Regions from separate parts of the Mus musculus genome. Here region 1 is linked to region 2. Evidence: chromatin contacts called from public Hi-C data. All regions are on one chromosome and are shown on one strand. Each heading gives the region's core, a stretch centred on a gene start, on an enhancer-like site or on the middle of the called end of the contact. The rest is flanking DNA. Distances are from core to core; before and after follow the strand shown. Region 1 has its middle 38 kb from the start of Col5a2. Region 2 holds the start of Col5a2 (collagen, type V, alpha 2).

What was found. A called contact is a pair of places that touch in the nucleus more often than the background predicts.
Region 1: a Hi-C map of 3T3-L1-derived adipocytes shows a contact between it and region 2, with 1.6 times the contacts expected there. The contact joins the enhancer-like site here to the promoter of Col5a2 in region 2. A contact is called at or near these places in 8 of 484 Hi-C or Micro-C datasets (the 3T3-L1 cell line, 3T3-L1-derived adipocytes, the C2C12 cell line and 4 more) and 3 of 9 other capture datasets (adipose tissue, liver and macrophages).

The regions. Positions count from the first base shown.
Region 1 is chr1:45,539,746-45,543,633 of GRCm38.p6, forward strand. No RefSeq gene overlaps it. Among named protein-coding and RNA genes, the nearest start is that of Col5a2, 38 kb to the left of the region's middle. Within about 2 kb of position 1,601, at least 47 of the 459 cell types and tissues checked have an H3K27ac peak or open chromatin away from gene starts, as enhancers often do. A contact at or near this core is called in 3T3-L1-derived adipocytes, the C2C12 cell line, adipose tissue and 4 more, where this site is marked.
Region 2 is chr1:45,500,632-45,504,570 of GRCm38.p6, forward strand. It overlaps Col5a2 (collagen, type V, alpha 2), which reads right to left and starts at 2,651. Exons shown (of 54, transcript NM_007737.2): 1 at 2,190-2,651. The coding sequence starts at 2,283.

The DNA of each region.
Region 1 (3,888 bases), core at 351-2,850, 38 kb after region 2:
CCCTTTTCACTTGCAAAAGTTAAGAGAGCTAGCCCCAAGGTCGTAAGATAAGGACAGTTGTCCCTGCTCTTCACTGCCAGGAACACAGACCCTGCAACCTTGCCTAGGCCACACAGTGGATCTAGCCCTAATGGCAAAACCACAGGTGAGCCAGCTCTGAGGGTGTAAGAGCAGGAGAGTTGGCCCAGCCCCTGGCAGGCTGCAGACTTGGGAGAGTGGACCACTCACCTTGATTAAGCAGCACAATGTAGCTGAATCTGGAGGCACACGTGTGTGTGTGAGCTGGTCTTGAGAGCATAAAACTGAAAGAGCTGACCCTGTTCCTGCTGATGGGAGCATTGGATGGTTTCATCCAAGAAGTGCTGGAGAGTTTGCCCTAATGATGTGGATAAAGGACAGCAGAACTGTCGACCAACTCAGCTACTACTCAGGCCCAGACCTAGGTCTTTGAGTTGACACATCCCCAAAATCTACATCACCTGTAAAATGTTGGGGCACATCAAAAAGCCAGTCCTGCAGATCCAAAGCTGCAGGACCTCCATGACGTAGGGCACAACAAGAAAACTGGAAGGAGTTCCAGTGAAGAGCCAATATTGATAGTATCACAGAAGCCAGAGACCTCAATGATTCATTGCAATGACCATTTGCAAGTGAAGATGTGTAGACAGAGACGTATATTGTGGGACACACTGTGACATACTACAGCTTCCATGATAACATGTTTTCTATGCGCACGTGTGTGCATGTGTGTGTGTGTGTGTGTGTGTGTGTGTGTGTGTATTTTATTTTCTGGGGAATGTTGCAAGAACTGATACAAGTAGACAGGGAGATGATGAGTAGGACTGGGGAGCATGATGTAAAATTCACAAAGAACTGATAAAAAGTTTTAAATATATATATATATATATATATATATATATATACATATAAATATACATACACACACACACATATATATGAAAGCAAAATATACAGCAGAAACAATACACTGCATGAAACAAATGGTTCTGGGTGCAGTCTTCAACACCACACATACACACATACAAGGAAAATCTGGGTATGTGTGCAGCAGTGGGGTCTTTTAATCTAGAACTAACAATAGTGTGGCCAACAATTCACCAAAAAGAAATCAACAAGAAAGAGAACCCAAAATCACCTTAAAAACTCAGTTTTGATGCCTGGTGACTGGTGAAGCTTTTCGTGCCAGTAGAAAATAATAATAATAATGAGGCTTGGATGCCTTATACAAATCCCTAATTCAGCTTCGTCTATTTTGAATTCAAATTTAGAAAACATCTAAGGCATGATGTCAGCTGAAAGCTGGATTTGAGTCGAATACTTACATGAAGTACAGGCTTACATGAAGCTAAAGATTTCAGAGCCCTGAGATGAAGCCATGAAAGCAGAAAGCAATGCCTGCACTTAGAGCAAGGCTGAAGTGAACAGATTTTTCAAATATAAATCTGTGTCATTCTTTTTCTGTTCATAAAGAATAACAGCCCAGAAAAAAAAAAAAAAACATGTGTACTCACCAGTGGAATGAGAAAGAAGGGGTGGAGAGAAACGCGAGTGGTGTGACACACAAGGAAAGCATGAAACTATTTCAGAGGTTTACATTCCTCTTCCTTTCCTCCCTTTCTTGTGGGGAGGGGTTGAAACAGAGGGAGCAGAAAGGGGGAGATGTACAGAACTTAGAACAGATGATTTAGTTTCTAACTGAAAGTTCAAGTCTGCTAGATTGATTATTCTCCTTAGAACTATTTGGCCACCATAAGAGAAATGACATCAGCAAACTTATCCCTGACTGAGCAGAATTTCCATGTGTTTCGTCTGTTTTCACTTGATTAAAATATTTTACATTTGTTGCGAAAAAAAAAAAAAAAAAACAGACAGAGGAAGCCATTGAAAGGAGAAAACCAACCAACCAACCAACCAAACAAACAACAAAAAACAAAGACAAAAAAAAAATCCAAATATGGTGAGCTGATTCGCCAGAACTGCAGCAATGTGGGTACTAACAACTGCAGTTCAAAGTAAATGGCTACTCAAGGAATATTGCACGAAATCACATGGACATCAGTGCTTCTACTTTTAAGGACAAGAGGACATGAGGAAGAGAAGACGAATCTCTATTTTCAAAAGATGAATTTGAGGTCTTGTTCAGTGAAGTGAAATGAGCAGTATTGTAAAATCATCTGTTCTTCATAATGTATTTTCTCAGATTAAACTTCTGTTGATGGTTTAAATGTGTCTAAATACTTGTTTCTCTGTAGCAAGCCAGTCAGAAAATGCAGAGTAAAGGGGTTGGGTGGAGCTTGCTCCTTTAGAGGAGTCTATGCCAAGCCGTCTGCAAACACTCCATTTCTTGGCAAATGTCCACAAGCAGATTTGTCCATGATCTGTTTGAAACCATGGCTGTTAATGGTGACCTTTACATCCCTTAGCAATGGGAAGTTTATAATTAGGCAACTTAATTTGGAAAAAGAGTCCCTATTTGGTGACTTCAGACAGTTACTTTTCTAAAGTATGTGAATCAATGTGAGACTCAAAAGTTTATGAGTAGTGAGGCTCTTCTTGGCTGTTGTAAGTGTGTGCTTAACAGGCTGAAAATACATACACAGATTTCAAATAGGAAAAACACAATCTAGTTCTTATTTCTAACTAAGAAAGCATGTTGTATCCAAGATTTCATTGCTTATTGTTTCATAGATATTAATTAAAGATTATCAAGAAATCCTACCAAATTCTTCAGCAACAATAAACAGAGGACACCGAAAAGATAAATTCATTTACTGAAATTCTTTAAATGTAGGTTTTTAATATGTGTGTGTGTGTGTGTGTGTGTGTGTGTGTGTGTGTGTGTGGTGGGGTGGGGTGTGGGGGGAGTGTTGTGTACGTATGGGGGGGGATGTTTCTGGGTATGTGCATACCTGTTTGTGAGTGTTCTCAGAGGCTAGAAGAGAACATCAAATCCTCTGGAACTGGAGTTACAGATGTTTGTAAGCTACCAAATATGGTGCTGAGAACTAAACTCAAGTCCTCTATAAGAATAGTATGTGCTCTTAACCTCTGAGGTATCTCTCCATTCCCCTCATTCACTAAAAATTTTAAATACTTCAAATTATTTTCAATTGAGGATGATACATTGTTAAAAATCAATTCTCTTTGTTGTTATTTTATTATTTTCATACATGAATATGTTATGGGTTTTTATTTGCTATCTGAAATAAAGAAAATTTATTGTAACCTTGGAAATATCATAAATCAAACATGCATTAATATTCAAACTATTGACCCTATTGAACTTTGGCTTCCATAAACAGGCTGCGAATGTTGTATTCATATGTTGTGTTTTAATCAGCTCCATCTCCACTACTTCCTCTGTAACCCTTCCTTTATCTACCCACCTATACTTTTTGATGATAACTTTATGGCCTCTTTTTAAACTTATTAGAGTCCACTCAGTGCTCAGAGCTCAGAGTCTAAACTTATTAGAGCCCACTCAGTGCTCAGAGTCTTTCATGAATGTAGTATAATCCATTGGGACATGGGTAGCCTATCAGAGCAAAGAAAACCCTCTCTCTCCACAGCTGTCAATTACCATAGCCCCTCAGCTATGGATGAGCCTTCCTGGGGCCCTCCCCAATCCATGTCATAGTTTTGGCACGCTTCATCTTGTGTGAATCTTGGGCACACATCATAGTTGATGTCAGTTTATGTGTGCAGTGTCCCCGTCTCATCCTGCAACTATTGTGTGCGTGGCCATCTTCCAATGTCCCTGCCTCCTTGAATCTTTCTCCAGTCACTTTTATATTAATATTGCTATAATTATTATTATTATATGTGTAGACAAAAAGATTATAATTCATATATTTAAACAAATAATGG
Region 2 (3,939 bases), core at 1,401-3,900:
AAGTACATACTTACACACAGTGTCATATTTCTGCAACGTGTATTAAATGGAATACAAAGGAAATACCACAACCCATGCTAGATTTAGCAATGATTTGAAAATTGTATATTCTTGACATATAAGCCTTAGACTTTTCCTTAATATAGAACATTTCCCACAATGACTCTTTCGCAAGTTCAAAAATTTTTGGCTATATTATAATCGGGTAAATGAAGTATAAGAAGTGTCCACACAGTATCATGGGAAATGTAAGCTGTGGATATACTAGATTACTGAGTCATCAATATTTTCCTTACTCATACATTCAGGTTTATGCTATTAATTTTCATTACATCTATTTGAATTAATATTTGTAAAATCTGAGAGAATTTACTTTCTTGGCAAAAATCTTTGGTTTGAGGTTTGAATTTCTCTGCTATTTAATGACACTAAGGAAAAAAAGGAGGGTTGGCCCAAAGACTTTCTGAACCAAGCCACCTATTCTTAATGTATGAAAATTAATCTTAGAGAACAGTAAACCCCTCATTTCTCAGTAAGACCTACAGAATAAATGCAATGACTTAGACAAGAGTTTTAGCACATGACCTACCTTCTAAGACTTTTGAACATCTTACATCTTTCATTTACACACATGTTCGATTACTTTTGTACATTACAAAAATTAAGCACATCATTTTAACATAAATTGAGAATAAAGTCTGTATAGATATTTTAGAGTTAGTCTTCTGGTAGGGGAGGGGAGTGGACAGATTCATTGATACTCAGACATTTTGCTTCTATCTTAACGCTGCTATGTGCTCTCCTCTTTCCTAACTTCTTTGTTCTTTGCGTTTGCGAACAGCACAGACTTTTCATGACATTATGAGGAAACGCAAGTTTCACCCTTCATAAGTTTCCTCACGTTATGAAGCATAGAAACTGATTTTAAAGTTTTAAGATTTTAGAAAAGTGCTCCCTCTATGGGGCTGCTGACAGACTTGAATTTTATCTCCAGAACCTTGGGATTTCTACAACTTACAGTTGCTAAACACAGTTTCTAAATATTTTTAGAGAAAAAAAAATCAGAAAGGCAGAAAACATATTCGTACAGATGGCTGGATATACACAGGAGAAAGACAGTTACAGACACGATTAGCACATTGCTAAGTTTTGGAAGCTTGAGTGTGATGCTAACAGAGATTCAGATCTATGCTGGCCTCTTACAATGAGAATGTATCTGTTTCTGACACTTCAACCTTCAAAAGTTAACGTTAATATCAACGAGGCCCATTTTATTTTATTTTTAAGTTTTATTCTATAGCAGCCACGCCATTTTGCTTAACAATACATCCCAGCACTAACATATGTAAATCACATAGGGGAAACAAAACAAAACAGTAACCAAGCAAGATATGCCTTAAAAGAAAAGAAAATAGAAGGAACGGGGGAAGAGAAGAAGAAAGGGAGAAAGGAAGGGTCTAAGGGGAAAGTCCTTCTTAATACTCTGTTCCAAGTAGAATTTCCTGCCTTCATCCATCCACCCAGGAACCATGCTGTCCTGATAATCAAGTCAGTAGGGTGGGAAAGCACAGAAATTTAAGAAATCTGGTTTCTATCAGAGTCTGTCATGGAGAAATAAACTTGACTCCCTCTCTGTAGGCAAACCCGATTTTAAGATCAGAGATGAAAACTTTAGGAGGGGAGGATAAAGAGCAAAGACAAAGGAAATTCCGAACTATCGGATTTGCCTGCTGGAGAGGTTTTTCTAAACAAAGACTTTCATGAAGCTGCTGAAGTTCACACAGGAAAGACTCCACCCTGCCCAGCTTCTGCTGCAGCGGCTTTCCCTGCTTGGAAAGCGCCTGCCCACAGGACAGACCTCTAACTAAAAGTGCCTCCGGGGCTCCGTTTTAAGCACTCTTGTTTTCTTTTAAACGTCCCACTCTTACATTCCGGCAAAAAAAAAAAAAAAAGACTGGTGATATCCTGGCTCTTACAGGATGTCAGAAGCCCACTTTTTGCCAGGGCACGCACAGAAGCTCCGGATTTGCAAATGTGCCTAGTCTCCAGAGCCAAGCTACAAATCCTAGAGCCCCCTTCTCAAACTTCAAACCAGAGTCTTCTCTTTATCCTCTTCCTGAAGCTTAACATTCCATCTAGTTCCCAAACCAAGCCATAAACACCATAAGCAAAGCAAAAGGCAAACTCACCATTCTCTTGTTCCTGGGCTTTTATTGAGACACAGTACCCTAATAAAACAGAAAGAATGAGGAGAGGTCTTGCTCCCACCCAGTTTGCCATCATGTCTAAATATGAGACATGTGGGTCCTCCTGGGATCGAAGAGTAGATACTGAGGTCACTGTAGCACCATGAATTCCGCTGGGGGCTCTTTTTCAGCACCAGTCCCCGCGCTGCCTCAGTCTGTTTCAGCACCAGGTCCGGCACAGTCTGCGAAAACTTTTTTCAAGCGGTGCAGCTTTAAATAGGAAGAATGCTGCCTCCACTTCTTTTCCTGCCCCTTTCAGCTTGTTCAGGCTCATAACCATCCAGTGTCTGCCAAGCAACCGTCTGATTGATGGTAAACAACCAAATCAGAGCGCGCGCCTCTGCGACTTGAGTTTTCAGTGCTTCTTGTAGATTTTAAGCACAGAGGAAGCTTCTCAACAGAGACAAACTTTTATTTCTCCTTCTGTTTGAGTGTGTGTGTGTTTTCTTTTCTTCTTTTTTTAAAGAAAGCCTATTAGAAGGAGTCTGATCCACCCTCCCCAACCCTTCCCCAGACACACACCCACTGACTTTTTCCAGAGACACTAAAAAAACTTTAGGGAGGATTACAGCCTTTTAGTGGATTTTTTTTTCTTTTGCACTTAAATAATTCAGAATTCTCTTTGCCACTTAAGCCTTTAAAACGTCACTTTTTTAACCCTTTCTTTTGGCAATGGAGGAAGGATTCTTGTCCCAATTTTCATCCTCCTCCCTCTCCTATGCTCTGAGAAGATTGTGGAAGAAAGGAGGCAGAATATGGCCAATACAAAATGAACTTGAGATACTTTACATTGAGTTATTTCCACATCTTTTTAGTAGGCACATCTATACGTTCTCCTCGTCACAGAGCATGCTATTGTGTTAAAAAACAAATATGTTCACTAAGCTTGTGGAGGGAGGAAAACACACTGGTTTAAGTCTCAGAAAGGGTAGGTTCCAATATCAGATCTGCCAACTCACCAATTTTGTGAATTTATACATAGTCCTTAACTGTCCAAATTTTTTTGTTGTTGTTGTTAGAAAAGGGGCTTTGGCCTGACCAGTGTGCAGGATCTGGTGACACTAAACTGAGCAATATGCTGTTAACTAGATTCTAAATTACAAAGAGCTACATAAAAGTGAATGATGCTGTTATGAACCCCACACCAGCTTTCCACGGAATGTGGTAGTCCTAGCTGCATATTTCTGTAAAGAGCAAGGCATTAACTTTGTGTGCTACTCAAGCTTGACAGATTTAAACGCCCTCAGTGTTTTTGACAGTCTAATTCATTTGATAGTGTGCGTTCTGGGGGATCTGGATCAAGCCCCACATAACATGTCATGTGTGACTCAATTGTTCATAGTTACTCAGCACTGAACAGGTGCTCTGAGACACACTGAATAGAGGAAGGATTATGGCAGACTAGAAACAAAGTCAGCATCCATCACCTTTAAGGAACATGTGTATGCAAATGCTGAAAAAATATATCTACGTGAAACAAAAAAATACAAACAATATATACAGCTATGTGTGGAATTAACTAAACCCCAAATAAATGCAAAGAAAAGGGATAGTATAAATTAAAATAGGTATATGAGGCTTCATTTACTATTTAATTTCCTTAATAAAGAAATCCAAGATGCTTTAAATTGAGAGGTGGAACTAAACTCTGGAGAAGTTCCAAAAACAACTTTCTAGCCCTGTATCATTGAAA